2 separate regions of the Mus musculus genome follow, and region 1 is linked to region 2. A link is a contact called in public promoter capture Hi-C data. All regions are on one chromosome and are shown on one strand. Each heading gives the region's core, a stretch centred on a gene start, on an enhancer-like site or on the middle of the called end of the contact. The rest is flanking DNA. Distances are from core to core; before and after follow the strand shown.

The links. Promoter capture Hi-C pulls out the DNA fragments that hold promoters and counts their contacts.
Region 1: a promoter capture Hi-C map of hippocampal neurons shows a contact between it and region 2, with 5 times the contacts expected there. The contact joins two enhancer-like sites. A contact is called at or near these places in 1 of 39 promoter capture datasets (hippocampal neurons) and 1 of 484 Hi-C or Micro-C datasets (the HL-1 cell line).

Annotation. Positions count from the first base shown.
Region 1 is chr9:53,069,715-53,076,499 of GRCm38.p6, forward strand. No RefSeq gene overlaps it. Among named protein-coding and RNA genes, the nearest start is that of Ddx10, 180 kb to the right of the region's middle. Within about 2 kb of position 2,652, at least 25 of the 459 cell types and tissues checked have an H3K27ac peak or open chromatin away from gene starts, as enhancers often do. A contact at or near this core is called in hippocampal neurons, where this site is marked.
Region 2 is chr9:52,764,800-52,771,496 of GRCm38.p6, forward strand. All of the region lies in intron 2 of Gm1715 (predicted gene 1715), which reads left to right. Among named protein-coding and RNA genes, the nearest start is that of Gm1715, 88 kb to the left of the region's middle. Within about 2 kb of position 3,497, at least 4 of the 459 cell types and tissues checked have an H3K27ac peak or open chromatin away from gene starts, as enhancers often do. A contact at or near this core is called in hippocampal neurons, where this site is marked.

The sequences.
Region 1 (6,785 bases), core at 1,402-3,901, 300 kb after region 2:
GACTTGGTCCCTTCCTGCCTTTCTCTTTTTCTCCTGACTTCTATGACGTAAACAGACATCAACTGTCACATGTCCCTGCCATAGTAAACTATGTAGCTACAGGCCCCAAACCATGAAGACTTCGAAATCAGCAGCCAAAATAAACCTTTCATCCTTATAAGTTGATTGTCTCCGGTATTTCGTCACAGTGACAGAAAGCAGCCTAACTCGGTAGAATATGTGATCCTGTTCTCTGCCTTTTAATCTTTGAGATATTTGTGTTACAGAATTTTCTCTGCTTATATTTGCTCATTCACAGGTTTGTGGCAAAAGGGATACTTGATTGGTGAAAGTGGGGAGAGACTGAACCCCCCTGGCCTGTGTCTGGGGTGGGCCCTGGCTCTGCCTGGACTCTCCGCTGGTAAGGAATCCAATGCACCAGGCCTGCCTTGGGCCCCAGCTTTACTTTGTTAAGCACAACCAGAAAGTGCTCAGCTCTGCTGTTTGTGTTCCAGTCTCTCCACCTGGGCTAGGGCGTGAGCACTCCAGGTATCTACTGATGAATAACAAACCATCCCAAAATCCAGCTATGCCTTCAAAATAAGCTATTTGCTGGGGAGATGGCTTGGTTGGTAAAATGCTTGTTATATACACAGGAGGGCCTGAGCTACATCCTAGCACCCACCTAAAACCCAGATGTGGAGGCACATACACATAACCTCAGTGAGAAGAATCAACTGATTCATGTTCATCTTCATCTTCCATAATGGCAGATCTGTTTTCAAGGTGGAGGATGTCAGAAAAGTCCCATTGGGCCTCTATAGTATGAAATAATTTATGTTCCTGGCCCTTTAAATGATCCAATGCCCTATAGTGTCAGTTGGCCCTTGGACTTCTGGGAACAGGAGAGGATATTAAAGCCAGCAGAGGCAGAGAGCTGGGAGAGAGTAGTAGTCGGAGAGAGAGCCGTAGGACTGGGGAGTAAGCAGAAGTAGGGTCCAAGAGACAGAAGTGTAGGGTCAGAGATGACAGTAGATACAGGAAAAAAGACTGAGTAGGGTAGATCTAGTCCCTAAGTGTCATGCTGTAAAGCCCATCAACACAGCAGCAGGCCTTTTCTTCCCACCCAGCCTGCAGCTGGGCTAAGATACTGCTCCTTAATCAACCCCCGGGGCTGCCAAAATGGCGACTCCTATCAAAATGGTGGCACCAGGACAGCCTCCTCAGCCTGCAGCTATCACTGGAGCTGTCCACAGTGGCAACACCATCTTTTCTGCCTCAGCCCCACAGCCTTGGTGAAACACCTCTGCAGGAGCTGTCCCGTGGGAGCTGTCCTTGATGGCAGCCCCTCCTCTCCTGCCTTCCCCAGCAGTTCCTCAGAGACAGTGTCTAGCCAGTTGCAGCTTGAAGGGCTTCCCACCCTAACCCATGGGCCCCATGCAGGGGGATGGAAAAAAAAAAGCCACCAATCCCTGAGCAGGAAACCCCACCAATCCTGAGCTTCTCACAAGCTCCGCCCCCTAAGAAATCTTATAAAAGCCCGGTCTTTTGTTCAATTCTCTGCTGTCCGCTCCTAGGAGCAGAGGGCATCCACCCCTAGATTCATCCCTCCACACCCTGGACTGTCCAATAAATCTCTTTGATGAGCTTTTCTGCCTGGTGTGACTCTCACCGCAAGAAGCCGCGAAGCAATGAAGGGAAGAAGAGAAGGAGGAGCAGGGCTAAGGCCCCTGAGCTACTGAGCTCGGCTAGGGATGCCCTCCCCTGGGAGCTGCACCGTCTCTGCTGAGGCGGCTTCCTCTCAAGGCTGCGTGGTTCCTGGGCTCCCCTGTCTCAGGATGCCTTTCCACTGGGACACTGTCCTCCCTTGGAGCTGTGTGGTTTCTGGGCTTCTGAGTCCCAGGACATCCTCACATGCCAGCAGAAACCCTTATACTAGTGAAGAGACCGAACAGAGGGGAAAGCGGGCACAGGTGAAAGCGAACTGGACAAGCAAACTGAGAAGAGAAGACAGTGGGTGGCAACTGAGCCAGCAAGAGCTGAGCTGAGCCAGAGAAGACATTGTTAGGAGACAGATAAAATAAGAACCCACAAGCAAAGTAGCTAAGAGAAAAAAAACTAAAGAACGAAAGCTACAGGCCTCAAGCTAATACAGGAGACTAAAAAGCCTTTGCTTTGTAAGGTGACCTGTGGGCGCTGGCTGGGTTCATCTTACTGTATTTATACTCCACAAGTCAGAACTATGAAGCACAAAATGATGTTGTCCCTAGGAGCTGGAAGCCTGGACTTACAGAGGCATCCAGAGCAGGCTAACGCAGGCTAACAGGGGAAGGACTCCAGAGAACATTTCTAATTTCTCCTAAACTTTCTGCTGCGAGCTTAAAAACTCAGGCTTGGTGTGCTCAGCACTTGCTCTCCTCTGACCCGAGGGAGAAGCTGGGACTGGGAAAGAGACTCCAAATAATGCTTTTGGAATTCTTCCCAGACCCTTGCATTTGAGGTGGGCCTTTCGGGACCTGGAGGTGTAATACCAGGGATCTAACAGCTGCGGCCTCTCTCCACTGCTTGGCAACTTCTACAGCCTTTTCTGGATCAAACAGCCTTGCAGCAGGCCTGGTGTGCAGGGCACATCGCGCCATCTGAACCACAGATGGTTTCCGGGGAGCAGAGCCATGTGCTCGCACATGCAGAGCGGTGCCAGACCTGTGCTTGGAGCTCCTGTAATGCACATTGCCAAGGCCATGGCATGTGGCAGCATGGGTGTGCGGGGTTGGGTGGATGATACACAGAGTCAGGGGAATGCTTGGCCAGACTAGGTTTTAAATTCCCAGAGGGTTTGGAAGATTTTATTTCCCATCCATAGTCCATACGAATAATGCCATCAGCAAGGGTAATAGTAACAACTCTAACCATTCATGCTTACCATCTAAATCCCCAAACATCATCCTCAGAGGTGAGATGAGACTGCGATAATAGCACATTGCAGGCAAGGTTTGAGGCCCAGAGCTGCGATGCTACTTGCTGACAGTCATCCAAGATAGAGAATGGAACAGCAGAGAGGAGAGTTGACCCAAAGTCAACGTCTTTAACCACCCCGGCAGCCGGGCAAACCTGAAAGTTGTACTACAGTGTGTCCCTCAAATCCGGCACGCAGAGCTGGGCCTCTGCTTGGAGGTTTACATCTTCTCTGATAGATTAATTCCCCAGCTCTTCAAGGCTGCTGGGATAGCCACAGACTGGGTGGCCCAAACTAACAGAAATGTTTTCTCTCACAGTCTTAAATCAGAGTACTAGAAAAGACCCTCTGTCTCAATGTGCACATGTGTTCATGCCTGACCATTTGTCTCTATCTCTCTGTCTCTGCCTCACTTTCTGTCTCTGTGTCTCTGTCTCTGTCTCTCTCTTTCTCTGTCTTTCCGTGAATATGTCTCTCTGTGTGTCTCTGTCTGCGACCTCTCTCTTTGTTCTAGAAGTCCCTTCCTCTTCCTTAAGCTTCCAGAGGTGGTTGGCAGTCAGCCTTTGGTTTTTCTGACGTCTAGAAGCATCTCTTCAGTTTCTGCCTCCCCTGTGGGAGCTTGCTTTCCTCCCCTCTTAAGTAAAGCAGTTATTAAGTTTGGAGACCTCTACGTCAGGGACAGACATACATCCTCTATTCAGGGACAGATTCACCATCTTCTCAAAAGCCCCTGTCTGAGCTCATTTCATATGGAAAAACTCGTATTTCCAAATGAGGTGTTGACTGTGGGGTTTCAGGTGGGCATGATAGCAGGGGACAGCACAGTTCAAGTCAGTGTATGTGAAGAAAAGAATGAGGGCGCTCCACGTGCAGAGACGTCTAGACGTAGACTCATCTACTGTCACTCTTGTCCGGAGGTTAGCTTTCCAGTTGGCTTGCCCTGCCTTCCCGGAACTCTTCTAGAATTTTCGTCCTCTCACAGTGGTTACAACTCCTGCACTCCATCAGATCACCTGTAGGGGTTGCTTTTGAGGAGATTACACTCCTGGCAGCTGGCAGTGTCCTTGCTCTTCGCCTCTCTGGGCATCATGCACAGTCTGCACACAGCTCTCAGGATGGACCTTCTAAAGCATGTGTCATTTTCCAGATGGAAAGTTCCTCTCAAATGCTTCTCTCCCAAGAGGCCGACATGGCATTCAGCCTCCTTAACAAGGGGCATAACGCTGGGCCTCTGGGCGTCCACTCGACAGTCAGCCCTGGCCTCTTCTGTATCAGGGATATGCACTTGTCGCTTCCTATTTATAAATTAGCCCAGAAGTGGGGGTAATTAGGTGAACTGAAGGGCAAGAATGAGTCTGTGGGAACGAAAGAGAGGAAAGAGTAGGAAAAAAAATCTAAACGTATTTGGGTTAATAAAGTTTTTGATTAATTTGATAATGTGCTGCATACTTTGTGGTGGTGAGGGGTCAGATGACTCCTGGGCTCAAAACCCAATTTCTGCAAAATTCATGTTGCACTAAAATGGGTACCCCACTTAAGCAATGACCGGTAAGGTACCTAGATGTGTCTGCTAAATGAGGGCCATTATTGCTGTTGCTGCTGCTGCATTCCAGCCTGGGGTCCTGGTGTACTCTAGCTTCCTGCTACTGCTATACACAGGTTTTTCAAGTTCATGCCAACCCCTTTTTGGCAATGCCCCTTCCCTCTTTTGTGAAAGGAAAACCCAAGTTCTGTCTGAGGGCTGTTCTGTAACTTTTCAATTACAGCACCCTCCACCTGGCCAGGCAAACTGTTTCTTCCCCTGTTCTCTAAAGACCTAGGGCTTTGGAGCTTCTATCAGTTACCTGGCCCATACCCCCAAAGTGCTTAGCGCATCAGCAAGTTATCAAAGGTGATTGAATGCATACACAAAACACCATTAGCCTCCCCAACCACAGCTGCTTTCTCTTCTAACCCCACAGAGTAACCTTTGTCCTTCAGTCCACCTCCCTACTTACAAGGCCTCTGGACTGTTTATAAATAGGAAATGGTATCTGCATACACAAACATCCCAGAGGCCAGGAGCACAGTGAAGCCAAGGTCAGACACATGCTTCCTTGGTACTTTCTGGAATATCTGCTTCCCACAGTTACATTTCTTCAATTCCGAAGGCAGGGACATCTCGTTCATATTTAACACTCTTTATGCAAAACCTCTCTCTCCTTGAGCTCATATCTTTTCCCCAGGACAACTTCTATCTGGTTTTAAAATCCATTTAAAACAACTACACCATTTCCAAAGACTATGAATGCTCCATTAATGGCCAGAGCCAGCGTCTATTGAACGAGGCAAATTTACATTTTAGACTGAGAATCTGGGATGATTTTTCAAGTTGCAAGTTTTGCAGGAGTTGTGGGTGTGAGGGGAATACAGCAGGATGTAACAGGATTTGAGAGACACAGAGAAGTATCAACGAGGAACTGAATAATGTTCAATGAACGTGTTGGCATCCAGGAGTGTTCCAGACACAGAAAACAGCATGTGCAAAGGCTCTGAGGCAACGAGAAGCCTTTCATTCTCAAAGCTGACAGGAGCTGGGGATGTAGCTCAGTGTGGGAGCCACTGCTTATCTCGAAGTAGGCATTGGGTTCTCTTCTGAGTATATGCACATGTATATACTCACAGCTCCACAACTACAACTCTGTGACTTCCTGCCAAGAGACTGTGACACAGCTCATTTCTCTCTCTCTTACATCCTCAGAGTAGGCCTTGCAGTGGTCTGCCTGGTCAGCTAGGACCATAAAGAATGAGGGAATCAGAAGTCCCTAGAAGGGCTGGTGAGATGGCTCAGTGGGTAAGAGCACCCGACTGCTCTTCCGCAGGTCCAAAGTTCAAATCCCAGCAACCACATGGTGGCTCACAACCATCTGCAGCAGGATCTGACTCCCTCTTCTGGTGTGTCTGAAGACAGCTACAGTGTACTTACATATATTAATAAATAAATCTTTAAAAAAAGAAGGCCCACACTTCCACATGAGTGGTAGGTGGAAGGGATCTTGCTCCTTGGAAGATATTTGTGGGTATTTTAAAAGCATCTAATGGGAAGGAGAGGGAGTGAAATATAAATAGCCTAGACTTCAGGCTGATGCCTGACCCCACTCTACACAAGTTCTATTTCTCAGTTGTTGAAGGCATAAGAAAGAGACAGAGACGGAGATGAGTCTTCGGAGAAAGACAGAGCCTTCCCAATGAGAAATTCTAACCTTGAGTCTTTGAAACATTCAATGAATGGGTCTGGGTGACATCTACATGCAAGCACCTATTTATTTACCAGAAAACCCAGGAAGCAGGAGTGGGCTCCCAGGAACACACTCACACACACACACACACACACACACACACACACACACAAAAGGCTGCTCCCCTCGCCTATCTCTGGCATTTTCTTCCAGAACATTTTGAGATGTGTGCCTGGGAGGAGGGTGGAGCTCAACATGACTCACCTGCAATGCTGCCTGTCAAGGTTTCTTCCGGGTAGGCGGCAGACCTTGAGGCTTGCTAGGCTTTATCCCCACAGGAGTGCTCACTCATGGAGAAACAACCTGAAAACCAGCCTGCATCCTCTTTCTTGTTCCCTGGCAACATCTTCTGTGGCTCTGGGGTAGAATCCATGGCCTGGCAAATGTTCCCCCATTGAGCCATGTCTCCAGCCCTCTTTTCACAGAACCTTGTCACCAAGATGCCCAGACTGTCTTTGAACTCATTCTGTGTTGACCTTGAACTTGAGGTTCTCCAGCCTCAGCTGGGATTACAGGCCTGCAGCATAGAGCCCAACCCCCTCAGCTCCTCCTTTGATAGATACACACACAGT
Region 2 (6,697 bases), core at 2,247-4,746:
ATATGAAGGAACACACTGCCCTGGGGTTGCAGTTGGAGGATACAGCAGGTTACTCTCTCCTGGAGGATGAACGGATGACAGAGAAGGAGTTCAGTGAGGGAAAGATGGACGCAGAGTACTTATGACATTCTGAGGTTTGTCCAGATGAGCTCCATTGTCTGCTATGCTTTGTAGGAAGGAGGTTTCCAAAAGAGACCAAGGACGGTACTTTCTTCCTTCAGGGTGATTATCTAGAAACAAGCAAAGGCTACTCAGAGAATGCTTGATTTTGAACGGTCAGCCACTGACATTTTTATCTTCTGAGTGGCCTACTAGCCTGAGTTACAATATACTCGGGATGGACTTCATTTTCTTGCCCCCAGGATCTAAGCAAGTTTATAAGCACTCCCACTGACTTGTCCATAGGAATGAATCACCCAAATCTGGATCCACTTTACAGCATTTTAGAGGCTAGGGTGCCCCCCCCCCCCGGAAAAGAACAATCTTGACATAGGCAACATTTCTGTTTGCCCCTGAGATCACAGGGCTGTAACACTGTGTCTTCCAGCTAAGAACCTTGAAGGCTGCTAAGGACTTAGAGCCAAAACACCTCCAGTTGACCACTCTTGCCACCCACAGTCTTGGAGTTCTCTTGTCTTGTGTAACCGATATTTACTCTTGTTTTCTCTCTGCTCTCTGCCTACCTTCACGCGTGGATAGAGAGCAGTTAATAACCTGGGTGGAGATAATAATCTCCAACAAGTGATCGTTTCGTTTTGGTGTGTTTGGCCAGCAATCATCAAGAGGTCCTCAGGATCCTTGAGAATCAGGAGAACTACTTGATTTAGCAGAAGCCCAAGGTAAGGAAGACTCCCTCCATCTTCAGTGAACTATGCTTTAAGCATAGGGATCTCTTGCTTCACATGCATCCAAGTCTGGTTAGTGTTGGCTTTTGATGGCTTTCTATCTCTCTCCTCCATAGACTCCTGCACTCAACAGATGTTGAAGTCCCTGGCCCACAAAATTTATTGAGGACTAGAAGGGCCTTGATTGGCTGCATATAGTTAGATTCAGCCATTCAGAGAAAAGATTTCAACAAGTTGCTGTCACATCTGGTTGATATGGAGGTCTTCGAATGTTCCAATCTGCTGTTTTTCTGTTATGCTTAGGTTCAGCGCTCTGGCTGACAAAAGCTGGGGGCCTCGTGCAGCTGGGGCTTCCCCTTGCGTCTCCCTTGCCCTCAGGGCTTTTGTTTTCCCATCTGTCAGAGGGCCCTGCACCACATAGAGAAAGCTCTGGGCCCAGTGGGAAGTTCTCTACTGAGGGCCCTTCTGCCCAACCACTTATGAAACTTCCTGACTGACCATTTTCACTCAGTGTTTGTTATACATGAAGTACGTGTACACATGTGTGCTTCAAATTTTCTTTGTTTTCAGTCATATTGGATATAAAATACTCTGATATAGTATGGCCTTATCTAAAGGACTATAGGAAAAAATCTAACTTCCAAATAAGACACATTCGAAGGTTCCAATGAATATGAATTTGAAGGAAAACTATTTAATTCAGTATAGTACAGGAGACTGAGGTTATCTTATTGGCCACTGTCATCTCAGCATATGGAATATATACATACATATATGTGTGTGTGTGTATATATATGTGTGTGTGTATATATATATACACATACATATATGTATACATGTATGCATATATGTGTGTAACATATATATTATACATATAATATATATATAAACTACATATATGACTTTTATTATATACACAATGTATATATTCATATGTATACATGTACATATATTCATCTTTATATATCAAACCAATGAACCATCTTAATAAAGAGCATAAATCAACAGAGGATATTTAATATAGAAATTAGCTTATTTGATATAACACTAAAATATTATTATAAGTAGCAGACTTAGGATACAGCTTTAACTTCTGAAGTGGAAATGCCAACATATACCTCTAAGAGTAACAATTAAGATTTCTGCTGCTTTAGATCCTTACCAATGTTTAATGTGCATAATATTTTTAAAAAATGTTTCTAATTCCAGTATGTGCTGGTATCTATTTGTAGGTTTTCAATTTATATGTTTTGCTATCACTAATAAAGTTTAATATCCTTTGGCTATCGGACATTTTATAAATCCTCCTTTTCAAACTTCTCATCCATTTCTTCTTGGGATTTTTTTTTCCTGTTCTTAACTATTAGAAGTTATCTAGACAATTCTGTTTCTGCACCCGTTTTCAGTTAGGTAAGTTGAAAATATTTCCTCAGACTTTATAGTGTTTCTTCTTATTGAGTGTCAAAGGCCAGCCTTCCTAGAAGCAGACAAAATTTAATAAGCAGAATAATTATTAAAGAAGCTTCCCATGCCCAATAACTGCTGAGGAAAAGCCAAGAAAGGAGCAGGTCACAGAGAGAAGCAGGCCCACGATGCAGGACGAGGAGCAGCCCCCACGACAGCACACACACCTGCCCGCCCTCCAGAGCTGGCACAGTGGAGAAGGCCTAGCCGTCGTCCCACTACTTTACTAATGCCCTCTCCTCTGCAACTGTGACCATTCCTGACAGAAGTCGCAGCTGCTGTGCAGCCCCCAACAGCATTCCCAGCCTCCCAAGCAGTAAGCTCTTCCACTCTCATAGGGACATTTTTCTTTTCAGGAACAGAAATTGTTGATTTCAGTATTGCTCGATTTAAGGACTATCATCCTTTAGCGCTATTTAATAAGATTTCCTTACTTAAATTCATGAAGACATTCTCTGTGATCTCTTCACATTCATATGCACAACATCCTTGAAAGCTGACCTTTTTGTCTGTATGAATCAGGCTTAATTTTTTTCCACACTGCTTTATAATTCTTCTCAGCATCAATATACCAGACAAACAGAAAAGAATTGATAACCGTCTGCCAGCAGAAAGCCAAGTGGTTCTTATGAATACCCCAGATAGACAGAAGCCTGAGAGAATGCTGAAAAGAAATATTAATTTAAGCCAATTCTACTTGAAGTCTTCTCTCATGTTTCTGAACCTTGGCCGTCTGTTGTTATAAACCCCGTTGAAGATACTTGCCAATGAGGTTTAAATTAAGAGCTAAGTATGAAGTAATAAGTTTGTCTGGAAGCCTGGTAGATTTTTGCTATAGCTGTTATTCCAGGGATAGGGTCAGTACCAACACATAGCTTGTCCAGAATGCTGTGAGTTAAAACATTCTCATTTCAGTAGAATACATTCCAGGCCTAGTGTGTGTGTGTGTGTGTGTGTGTGTGTGTGTGTGTGTGTGTGTGTGTGTCTAATTTAGGGAAAATCGCCCTCATCATTCACCTCATCTGTCCTATTTTTATCACTCCTTCTATAATCAGATGAGCCATGACCGGTAGCCAGACAACATTCTCTACAGGATGTCACAGCACCTGTTTAAAAGCAGATACACAATGTGCTGCCATTTCCAGGAGCAGACAAATGGCAATTCACCGAGTCCAGAGTGGAATATGGCCAGCATAGCTTCTGCCGTCACACTTGCCAACCTTCACACGCTCTGCAAAATAAATTCCAAGCATCTCAGCAATGCAAATAATTCATGAAGAATCTGTGCTTCAAAAACACATATGCACACAAGGAAAGAGCAGCCTCAGCTGAACTGCATTTTCCTTCACTGGAGTAGATTTCGTCCAGATCTGATCTCCGAATAACACAGGCAGAGGATAGAACCTCTCCTGGACTGTGATGGGTTTTTAACTGTTCATCTGGTCTAACATGACAGCTTGTACCCTGTTTACTAGTTTAAAAATAAAACAAATGGAAATATCAGAAATTGAGCGTTCAACATCCGTATCAACCACGAAACACTCCACTGATTGCACTATTGTGATATTTATCACTTATTAACAAGGGATTGGAGAGATGACTGCACGGAGTCATCAAAGATCAAAGATCCTTTCAACTTCCCACTCCACTCTCCTTAGGATACTGACTTGTCTCCCGGAGCATGTAGCTTTATGTTAGAGCATGTAGCCTCATGTTAGAGCATGTAGCCTCATGTTAGAGCATGTGGCTTCATGTTAGAGCATGTAGCCTCATGTTAGAGTATGTGGCTTCATGTTAGAGCATGTAGCCTCATGTTAGAGCATGTAGCTTTATGTTAGAGCATGTGGCTTCATGTTAGAGCATGTAGCGTCATGCTAGAGCATGTAGCTCATCCGCCATGGTACTTTTAAATGCCCCTGTTCAAAGGCATTTTTACATTTTTTAAACAGTATTTTTAAAAAAAAGTCCTTCTGGTCCTTATGGTCCTCCGTCACCCTCATCTAGGAGATATTTCTGTGAGTCTCAGTGTCCTAGAACACTCGCACCCTTTCAGTTTCATCATTGGTGAAGTAAAAAGAACTGTCATAATTGGCTTAGGTCCATCATGTGATGACTCTCCATCTACACCAGGCACACCATCTCTAAACAGGGTTGGAATTCTGAATTTAAAAAAAGAGAATCTAGGGCTGGAGAAATGGCTCAGTGGTTAAGAGCACTGACTGCTCTTCTGAAGGTCCTGCGTTCAAATCCCAGCAACCACATGGGGACTCACATCCATCTGATCATGAGATCTGATGGCCTCTTCTGGAGTGTCTGAAGATGGCTACAGAGTACTTACATATAATGAATAAATAAAACTTTGGGCCGGAGGGAACACATTGTGCAGCACACTCTACAACCCACAAACACCTTGTCATAGTGGGGAGGTGCCTGGAGGAATGCATACCAATCCAAACTGTGGCTGTCTTTGGGAGTTGGTGACTGTGCTGGCTAGGTTTCTCTTGTCAAGTTGAAACAAAGTATGGGTCATCTGGAAGAAAGCATCTTAACGGATAAAATGTCTCCATAAGATTAGTCTGTAGGCAAATCTCTGGGGCATTTTCTTGACTGATGATTGATGTTGGAAGGCCCAGACCACTGTGGCCGTGGCACCCGTGGGCAGATAATCCTAAGTGCAGGGAAGCAGGCTGAGCAAACCATAAGAGCAAGCCAGTAAGCAGCACTTCTGCATAGCCTCTGCTTCAGTTTCTGCCTCCTGAGCTCCCGCCTGAGCCCTCTTCCTGATGGGCTGTAGGATGGAAGAGGAAACAAAGGCTTCCTGCTCAGGCTGTTTTGGGTCATGGTGTTTATCACATTAATAGCAAGAAAACTAGGGCAGTGACTGAAGTCAGTGTGCTTGGGACATGTAAGGGTGAATTTTCTATCTGATGTTACATATTGTAAGTAGACTATAGTAACCCATTATTATTTCATAATTAAGGAAAAAACTTAGAAATACAAACACTTATAAGCTCCATTACCTACAAGAGAAACCAAAGGACAAACATCTTAATCAACAAAAATTTCCCTGAATCCTCTGAGGAATGAGTGTGAATGGAGAAAAAACCTGGTAAGTGTCTGTAAGGCACTTCACCAGCATCGATACCTGCTCCTGGGCTCCCTTTAGCAACATCCTGGGAGCTTATGGGAAGTCTTAAGTGCTCGAGCTGGGGCCACGTGCTTGATGACAATATCTTTAGAGAACAATTCTTGCTGTAACTTTTATTAAAAAGCAATCAGTTACTATTCCTCTGAACAGCAAACTCCTAGATGGGCTTATTGCTGGGATGGCATCCTACAAGGCTGTCACGACATTCCTTCAAACTGTTTACTGGGGTTCCACTCCTGAACTCTGTCCCTGAAGTCCTAAACTCAGACCCAGGAGGATCTGGTATATATGTGCCAGGTTCCTGGTTTTTGTGTAAGGGTAAATGGTAGAAAAGAGAAGAGAAAGTCAATAGCTTCTACAGTCACTAGGAGGGTTTGTTAATGCCAAATGATACTGGGCCACCTGAAGGAAAACAACTGGATATTAGTTGCCTTTAAAAAAGATACTTGTGAAAATAAACCACATTTCTGTATTCATTCTTCTGTCGTGGGACATCTAGGTTGTTTCCAGCTCTAGCTATCACAAATAAGGCCACTATGTGCCCTCTGAAAGACCCAACAAGAAGCTGAAAGAGTCAGATGCAGATATTTGCACCCAACCAATGGACAGACGCAATTGACCCCTGTTATCGAATTAGGGACGGGTGAAAGAAGCTGAGGAGAAGGGTGATCCTGTAGGAGGACCAGCAGTCTCAATTAATCTGGACCACCAAACAGGCAGCATACATCAGCTGATATGAGACCTCCAACACACATACAGTAGAAGACTGCTGGGTCTGTGTTTATTCAGAGAGAATACAACAAACCCTCAAGAGACTGGATACCCCAGGGAGTTTAGAGGTCAGGTGGGGTACAGGGTGGGAGAATCCACATGGAGACAAGGTGGAGTGGGGAAGAGGTGTGGGATGTGAAGCAGTCGGAAGGTGGATGGGGTGGGGCAGGGAATAGAATACAGAGTGTAAAAAATAAATTAAAAATAAAATATTTTTTTAAAAAAGATACTTGTGAAACAACATCAAATAATTTATTCTGCAAGGCAAAGCACAGAATATATAAAAATTTTCACTTATTCATCATCTAAAATATATGATGTATTATTATCTGGAATATAACAATATACCATCACTAATAATAAAAATAATTTCATTTTTTTAGTTTGAAATGACTTCCCAAAATTTATTCTAGAGATTTACATCATTTAACATATTTAATCCTTACAGCAGCTCTGTGAAAAGGGAAAG